Regions from separate parts of the Mus musculus genome. Here regions 1 and 2 are each linked to region 3. Evidence: chromatin contacts called from public promoter capture Hi-C data. All regions are on one chromosome and are shown on one strand. Each heading gives the region's core, a stretch centred on a gene start, on an enhancer-like site or on the middle of the called end of the contact. The rest is flanking DNA. Distances are from core to core; before and after follow the strand shown. Region 1 holds the start of Iars (isoleucine-tRNA synthetase). Region 2 holds the start of Omd (osteomodulin). Region 3 holds the start of Phf2 (PHD finger protein 2).

Region 1 (2,794 bases), core at 157-2,656, 810 kb after region 3:
TCTCAATCCAATTTTTAAACAGCCTGGTCCAGTCTACACTACCTATGGGTACATAAGTTTCTTTCACTTTGTGCAGGGACCTTTGTTCTATTTCTGCACGCTGATCAGAGGATAAACATGAGGTGAACCAATTGGCAATTTAAAGAATGCAAAGCTTAAAAACTCCAAATATTTCTGGTTAATAAGGATACTCATAATTAAGAAAGCAAGAAGCACAGGCAAACACTGCATCTAATTTTCGACACCATAGGGCCTAGAACTGTTGAATAAAACACTCAACAGTTATCAAAATGTTCTAAAACTCGCCGAGATTTCTACTTCATTTAGGCCAAATCCGTTTTTTTGTTTTTGTTTTTCTGTCATTAATAAAATAGGCACTTATTTACCTAATTAACGCTGTCAATTTATCAAGGCCAAAACTTACTTTCACAGACTGGTGTCAACGTTCTCATTTGTTCTAGGCCGGATCCGAAGGGTACTAAGTAGATATGTAATGATACATAAGCAAAATTTTGAAATGAAAAGAACCATTGCAATGACATTCAATAAAGGGTTCAGATTATTGTCAGACCCTCTTCCCTTCTCTTGCCATTTACCACATGGTTAGTAGTCTCCAGGTTAATATGTACTGTTCCCAAAATAATTGTGGGAGTCACTTGTCAGAAGTTTCATATGTAGCATAAATTTTAGATGCCATCACAGCTGGGAATCTAACTCAGTTGGCAGTGTGTGGCTATGGTGCACAAATGGCCGGCTTATCCACCGCACCATATAAAAACAGGCGTGATGGAACATTTCTGTAACTCCCATTGTGGAGGCAGAAAGTTCTGCAGTTCAAGGTCATTCCTTAGCTGCTTAGGAGTTCCGGAGCCAGCAGGAGATACAAGAGACCCTGAGTCTAAACTAATTTTATATGGCGTCAAATGTCCAGATCTCAAATATACTCACATATATTTAATAATATTCACATATATTGACATATATTTAAGAATACTGGGGTTGGAGAGATGGCTCGGAGGTTAGGAGTACTGGCTGCTCTTCCAGAGGTCTCCAGTTCAACCCCAAGCTTTCACCATTCTGGCTTACAACGAATACATGCAGGCAGGAGACTGTGTACAAATAAACAAACCCTTTTAAAAAAGAGAGAGAGAGAGAGTACTGACATATGGACCCAGGACGAAAGGGTGTCTCTCGTTCATAGGCCAAGACTTAGAAGGCAAAAACTTTGCCACATTGAGTAGCCACTGACTTGCCGGGTTAGGGCTCTGGAGCGTCTTCTCCTTCCTTTGCAGGGACGCTCCCATCCTGCTCTGCAGTTATGCACGGACCAATCGCCACACGTGTTGTTTGTAGGTGTTGGATGGCACACGCTGATTGGGCGCCGCGGAGGGGTTGAGCCTGGCACTGTCAGTATTGCATCACCTCCAGACGCGGAACGTGGTCGCAGGCTGCAACCTGAGCGAGCTCTCCGGGTTCCCAGGTAAGCCGCACCCTCTTGTCCTTCTGGGCCGCAGAGTGAGGCCCGCCCGTGTAACAACCTCCAGACAGCACGAGGCGGTGAAAAAGGAGCACGCTGCTTCTCACTGTGAGTGAGCTGCGGGCACAAAGCTATTTCCAGAGAGCTTTCGTGGAGGGAGAGTAACATTGCAGAACTCAGAGCTGCCCGCAGATTCTGGCCTGACTCGTTGGGTGGAGGACTGAGATCCTTAGAAGTACCCCCTTCACTTAGTGGGACCTTGGTGGCTTATGAGCAGGGAGTTGTGAGAATGCAGCGTGACATAGTATCCGAGAGAAGATCGGAATCTGATTGAGGTCACTGCCAAGTTAGGTGTTTTAAAAGAACTAACCTAGGAGTCTTTCTGGAGTCTGGGCTTCTCCCAACTGTGCTGGGATTCGCGTGTACTTATCTCTCGGTACCAAGGTAGGTAGGTTATGCGCTGCACGCTTGTCCTGGGCTCACAGAATCTGCTAATGCAGTTTAAGCTCACTGTTGGCGGCCCTACAGAACAAACTATTGGGGTTTGGAGGTGTGAAGAGATAACTTATCCGGGTCTCCTATAGGCTTGGACTGAAGGTGGGCAGAGATTATACTCCAAGGTTTATATAAATCTATCCTGTCTGGACAGAAGATGAGGGGGTCGTTGTTGTCATTTTGGCTTGGGACGTGTGCGTGATGAATATGTGAGAGAATAACTTCGTTTTCAACCTCATGAATTTGTTCTCTTTTTTACTGTGTTAGAGAAATAAGCCGAAATCATTGAGAAACTCACAGAATGCAAACTAGTGTATCTGAGACTTGCTCTTTTGTTTCTCAGTGTATAGGTAGAAAGTATAGAGTTGGTCTTCTCTAACTACTAGTTCTGCATCTGGGCTTTCAACCAGCCAGTGCTCATGCTATGTGGTTAGGTCTGTAGTAGTGACATGTACTGTACGTGTACAAACGTAATGTCTTGGTCATTATTTCCTAAGCAATATAGTATAGCAATTGTGTATCTAGGATTTAAATGTATTAGGTAGGATAAGTAAAGATTAGTTAAAATACACCGGCAGATGCATGTAAATTATAGGCTAATACTATGTTTATAAGAGAATTAAGCATCCTTGTATTTGGGTGTTCCAACAGATCCTGAATCCAGTACCCCGTGGATGTGGAGGGGCGTTTCTGTTTGACTGGCTTGTGTTTTGTTGTTGTTGTTGTTGATGATGATGATGTCTTAGTCACTTGTTCCTCTGAAGAGACACCCAGAGTGACAATGAAATGCCATTTTTGTGGAACACAGTACACACATGGTAC
Region 2 (2,700 bases), core at 37-2,536, 710 kb after region 3:
CATCATATACACTGCTAGCCTCCTTTAAATTTTCTAGAAACACTTTTGTTTGGGGAACAGGGGTTCTTTGTGTAGGTCTGGTCATCCTGATGACCAGGCTGTTCTGGAACTCAAAGATCTGCTTGCCTCTACTATCCAAGTGCTGGGATTAAAGGTGTGCATCACCACTTCTGGTTCTAGACTTTCAAAAAATGTGCTCTAGTATTAGTGATATATTTTCCTACCTAATCTAGAAACAAGAACAACAGAATCACTATTTTAAGACCACAACATACAATTAATAAAGAATTATATTTAAAAATTAAGTGGCTGATTTTAACTTAATCTTTTAAAAGAACTATAAGGGGACTAAAACAATGCTTGAGAAAAACATACAGATTTGTTCTTCTCCCGAGTGTGAAAGCCTGAGGTTTAAGAACAAAGACAGTAATAGGAAACATATGGAAAAGATCGGTAACTAAATGGAATCTTGGCCCAAGTGCGGTCTGCCACATTTCACATACCAATGTCTCGAGTAATAGACTAGATGTTTACAATGTTGCCAAAGCACCGTTGAAATACTATATACTTTTCTTAAATCTGAAACATTAAAATAAATCCTCTAGGTTACTTATAAAGTCTAATAGAAAACACTGTTTTGAAGAACCAAAACTTCTCAAGCTTGAAAGAATGTCTTTCCAAAAAACTCAACAGCTGATGCCAAGAGACACAGCTAACTCTGTTTAACTATGAAAACATTAGCACAAAAATGTAGCCTTGCAGTAAGCAGGCTTGCTAGCTGCAACTCTTAAGGAGGGCTCCTTCAGCAAATGAAGAAAGTTTCTAAATCCATACAATAAAAGGTAGAAGAAGTGACTGAGCAGCAGAGGCTTTTATTCGATCCCACTTAAAGACAAAGTGGACTATAAAATTATTTTGTGTACTGAGCCGAAAGGCAAGGCACTAGCATACATAGCTGAGGGAATTCATTTCTCTTTAAAAGTTATTAGTAGTCTTTATAAGTGGGAAAGCTGTGCCTTTAATCTGTGAAACCAATGCACTCTACTGCATTCTCAAAGTAAACTAGATGTGAAATGCTGTATGTTTCCACTTCTGATTCTTAGTCAAGAGTCAAAGGAAAGCACTGATGTGAATGCAAGCCTCTGTCAACCCAGGAACCGGATACAATTTTGAATTCCACCTTAAATTGCTGAGACACTGGGCTCCAGGTCACAGTGGACTTTAATCTGAAGAATTCTTTGGCATAAAAATGAAAATAAAAACAGTAATCAGTACATGTTGTTTCATTTAGTCTTGTTTGCCTTTCATATTAAGAGAAAATTCTTGCCACACCTCAAACCAAAATTAAGGAGAAAAGAAAGAAGTTAGCCACATAAATCTGACCAAGAGCACAAACATCTTACTTTGAATCCACAAAATTCTGTATAATGAAAAGAAGTACAAAATTTTAATTCAACCCAAGTGTTTTCCAAGCAGATTGTATTTACTTAAATTGCTCCAGTAATTCAAAGGACAGCCCTGTCTGCACACTGAGTTACTGTGGATTTTTAAGAAACTTCGCTAAAGAATTTAGGCATTTCTGATTCAGTTAAAGGATTGCCAATTCATCAGTCCCTGAAACTAGAGCAATCTCAACAGGTATGATGATAAAGTAATTTTCAACTCTTAAAGTATGTATTCTTACTGTTACAAAAGTGTCTTAGGGTTGCTAAATATTAAATTAGACTGCACTTATCATAAAAGCGCAATCGGGGAAGCAAAATCTGACTAAAAATTAAATTAAAATTTCGATTAAGCAAAATGTTTAAGCAAAAAGACCAGCAAGGTGAGTTTAAATTTCTGATTTAAAATGACTCAATAAGCAATATTTGTTTAGATTATTTTTAAAATAAAACTGGACAAAGGGAAAGAATCTTCGGTTAAAGGAATCAATTTCTCTTTAGTTTCTTGGGTTTGTTTTTCTGCTCTTAATTTTAAATGACAAAAAATTTGCTAAACAATTTTGCTAAAAAAAAATGCTTTGTTGTAATTTTTTCTACTGGGCAAATTTCTGATTTAGAATGTTTGTTTTCATTTGTATCATTCCCAAGACAGGAACATTTTGTCTGGTTATTAAAGGATTCTTAAGTTTAAGTTAATTACGATTTAAATGTATTGTGTATGTATGTATGTATGTATGTATGTATGTATGTATGTACGTATGTATGTATGCATGTATGTATTATTTTAACTGAGACACACTTTTTTTAAAGAGCAAAAGACTAAATTTAAAGTTGTCTTAGACAAGAATTAACAGGTACAGATGATCTTTATATCCTGGCTTCTATGGCCTATCAGTAAAACGGTTAAGAGCTTTAAAACAGTGACATGCTACAATGCTTTTACCTTTAAGTTTCCAGAACTAAGTAAATTATAACACTTTTATTAATTTGGATTAGGACCTACATTCATTTAAAAACATGAGTGTTTTTCTTCAAGTAAGAGAAATGTTATGATAAAGAAACTCTTATTGTGTTATTTGCAAAATTCATATTAATGGATAATTTCTTAAATTTTACATTGTTGCTTTGCTTTATTTTTTCTTCATCTCTCATATTTCTAATAGACAATATAAGTAAGAAATATCACATATTGTTATATAGAAATAAGTACAAAAGATAACAGCTAAGTTCTCTAACTTTTAACCATCTAAAGAAACCA
Region 3 (2,765 bases), core at 100-2,599:
CTCTTTTTCAAGACTCCCTAAAGATCCTGGATGTGAGATATCAGAAGGGTCTTCTCTCTAGAAGGAAGGTCAGGGACGGTCCAGAACCACACACCGTTCTCTCCCTCCAGCCTGCTACTCGCTGTTAAAAACTCACACCCAGGGGACAGACAGACCTGTCCAGCTTCAGGCCAGCCCTCTTGAGGCCCAAGCACATCCCACAGGCAAAGTCAAACACAAGAGAACCTGTTGGAGCAGTTTAAGCAGGATGATCACCTCTTTCTCCTCCTCTTACTTCTAAGTAGGAAGGGACTTAGGCTCTTAAAAAGTAGACACAAGGCCAGGTCATGGCCACCGGCAAGGGCCCAGAGGGCGGGTTTAGTATCTCCAAGCTTACCTCTTTCCCTCCTCCCCATCTTCCTTAAAGAGCATAAGGTCATGTCAAAACTGGGGTTCCTCTGCCTGAAGCAGAGAGGAGGGAAATGGGGAGCCGAGCAGGCCAGGAAATGAGCGGCCAAGCCACAACACCCCCACCCCAACACACAGACACTCACGTCGGTCTGTCACTGCACTCCCGCCTAGGCCCGCAGGCCGGCCCGAGCCAGTAGGCACGCGGGGTCCCCGGTGGGGTCCTGCCCGCCAGGACACAGTCCCGAGGGGGTTCCCGGGATCCAGCACAGACGGGGGGCACTGGCCGCTACCTCGCTACCGTTCCCCCGGTCCACCCGAGCCCTGCCAGCTCCGGAGCCCGCCAGTCGCGCCTCTCGGGGGACCCGCGCCGGGCCGCGCGCCCGCCTCTCCCGGCCCGGCCGCCCCGAGCCCGCGCGGGGAAAGTTCCTGCAACTTCGCAGGGGGCTGGCGGCGGGGGCCCCGGGCCTGGGCCTCGTCCGGCTCCTGGCCTCCGCGGCCACTGCGGCCCCGCTGTCAGACGACCGGGTCCCAGCCCCATCGCGGCCGGAGCCCCAACTTCCCCGCGCCCCTCGCCCGCCCCGGCCACGGGCCTCGCTTTGTGCGCGGCGGCCGTACGCCCCCGCCCTGGGCACAAAAGGGCGCGCGGCCCGGCGGCCGAACGCGGCTGCGGTGCCCGGCGGGGCCCGGGGCGCGCGACCAGGGCGCGGGGCTCGGTGGGCCGGGCGGGCCGCGGCGCGCTCACCTGCCGTGGAACCAGTCCTTGCAGGCATCGCACTCGATCATAAAGCGGGTAACGTCGTAGGGCAGCCGGCAGACGCAGTACACGGGCACCGTCGCCATGTTGCCGCGCCGCCGCTCGCCCCGCCGCTGCGCTGCCCGGGTCGGGCCGGGCCGGGCCGGGGGCCGCGCGGCGAGGGCGGCGGGGGCGGCGGGCGCGGGCGCCGCGGCCGGAGCGGACGGGGCCGGGGGCGCTCGGCAGGGCCCGCGCGCGCGCTCGCGGCCGGGCGCGTCCACACAATGCCGGCGCGGGCTGCTGGGGCCGCGCCGGGAGCCGCCCGCCGGGCCGCGGGGCGCAGGGCTGAGAGTGCGCGGGGGGCCCGGCCGCGCGCGGGACACAAAGCGAATGGACGCGCGGGGGCGGCGGGCGGGGAGCCGCGGCCCCACCGAAGGGACCCCCGGCCGCCGAGCGGCCGCTACGTCAGCGCCCCGGGTGGCGCCGCCTCCGCCCGCCGGCCTGGGCCCCGCTCCCGCCGCCGGGAAGGCGGGCCGCGGTAGAAGGTGGGCCGCGGGCCTGGGGGAGCCAGCAGCCGGGCTCGGGGGCACCCCGCGGGAGAGGGTGGCCCCGGGACTCCCAGGGAGACGAGCCGCGGAGCCCCCTGCCCCCGACTACGTGAACACAGTTCGCACAGCCCTGCCTTAGCCAGAAGCAACTCCTTGGCCTTAACTTTCTTCTGACCCCGAAGTGGGATGGACAGGGGGATCTTCCTCCTCTTCCTGGGCCCGGCAGCCTCCCTCCCATCCCGAACTGCGACTGAGTTGCTGGCTTTTGAATAACCTCCCCTTCCCCTTCTTTCTAGCTGGGGGCTGCCTTGCTTCCTCGTACGATCCGGTGAACTTTCCCGATGCTCCGGCAAAAGTCAGGGGACCCGAGAGTGAACTGTTTGTTGTAGGACACAGCTTACCTGGGATTGGTGCCGCCCAGGACCCCTTATTACAACCCATAGACCCACAGACCTTAGGAGCGGAGGACAGTCCAGTGAGTCGCAACTGAGCCACAGGACTGCTGGGGAAGACAAGGGGTTATGTTGTCGCTCTCGCCCCTGCAGTCTTGCTCTGAACTGGCTCCCTGGTCTCACCTGTCCTGCTTAGAGCTTTTTTGTTGGTTGGTTGGTTGGTTGTTTGGTTGGTTGGTGAGATATGAATGAGGGTCCTTCTCTGTCCCCTACCCAGGTCGACCCTGATGAGCAGGGCCATATATTTAGGAAGAAAGCTGTCTGCTAGATCTGCTTCCCCTTTGCCTGTCCCCACACAATACGTGGAGATGCTAGTCTCTGCAGATACATTCCAGAGTTTCAGACCTCTGCTTACCTTGACAAGGCAGAGTCCCAGTTATCCCTGCCCAGAGTGCGGCTGCCAATCAGCTCCATTGCTGGCAACTCAGAGGATAGCCTGTTATGGAATCTGCCCTCAACCAACCCCCACCCTTCCCAAATAGGTAAACCCAGGGCCACAAATCAGGATCCGAACCAGGGCAAGCACTGTGTAACCTAAGGGCACACATGTGGCAGGGGAGATAGGAAATTGGGGCGGGGGGCGCAGACAGGTTACCCCGTCAACCTGTACACAATGAATTCATTTCAAGCTACCTGCCTGAA

What was found. Promoter capture Hi-C pulls out the DNA fragments that hold promoters and counts their contacts.
Region 1: a contact with region 3 is called in a promoter capture Hi-C map of pre-B cells, with 4 times the contacts expected there. The contact joins the promoter of Iars here to the promoter of Phf2 in region 3. A contact is called at or near these places in 1 of 39 promoter capture datasets (pre-B cells), 1 of 115 datasets of contacts at active chromatin or transcription factors (bone marrow-derived macrophages) and 2 of 9 other capture datasets (adipose tissue and liver).
Region 2: a contact with region 3 is called in a promoter capture Hi-C map of liver, with 2.4 times the contacts expected there. The contact joins the promoter of Omd here to the promoter of Phf2 in region 3. A contact is called at or near these places in 2 of 39 promoter capture datasets (both in liver).

Annotation. Positions count from the first base shown.
Region 1 is chr13:49,680,724-49,683,517 of GRCm38.p6, forward strand. It overlaps Iars (isoleucine-tRNA synthetase), which reads left to right and starts at 1,407. Exons shown (of 34, transcript NM_172015.3): 1 at 1,407-1,480.
Region 2 is chr13:49,581,176-49,583,875 of GRCm38.p6, forward strand. Omd (osteomodulin) reads left to right here and starts at 1,287. Exons shown (of 3, transcript NM_001360708.1): 1 at 1,287-1,638. The region is part of intron 5 of Cenpp (centromere protein P); the gene reads right to left.
Region 3 is chr13:48,869,536-48,872,300 of GRCm38.p6, forward strand. It overlaps Phf2 (PHD finger protein 2), which reads right to left and starts at 1,350. Exons shown (of 22, transcript NM_011078.3): 1 at 1,133-1,350. The coding sequence starts at 1,230. It overlaps Phf2os1 (a long non-coding RNA gene), which reads left to right and starts at 1,416. Exons shown (of 2, transcript XR_003950516.1): 1 at 1,416-1,668.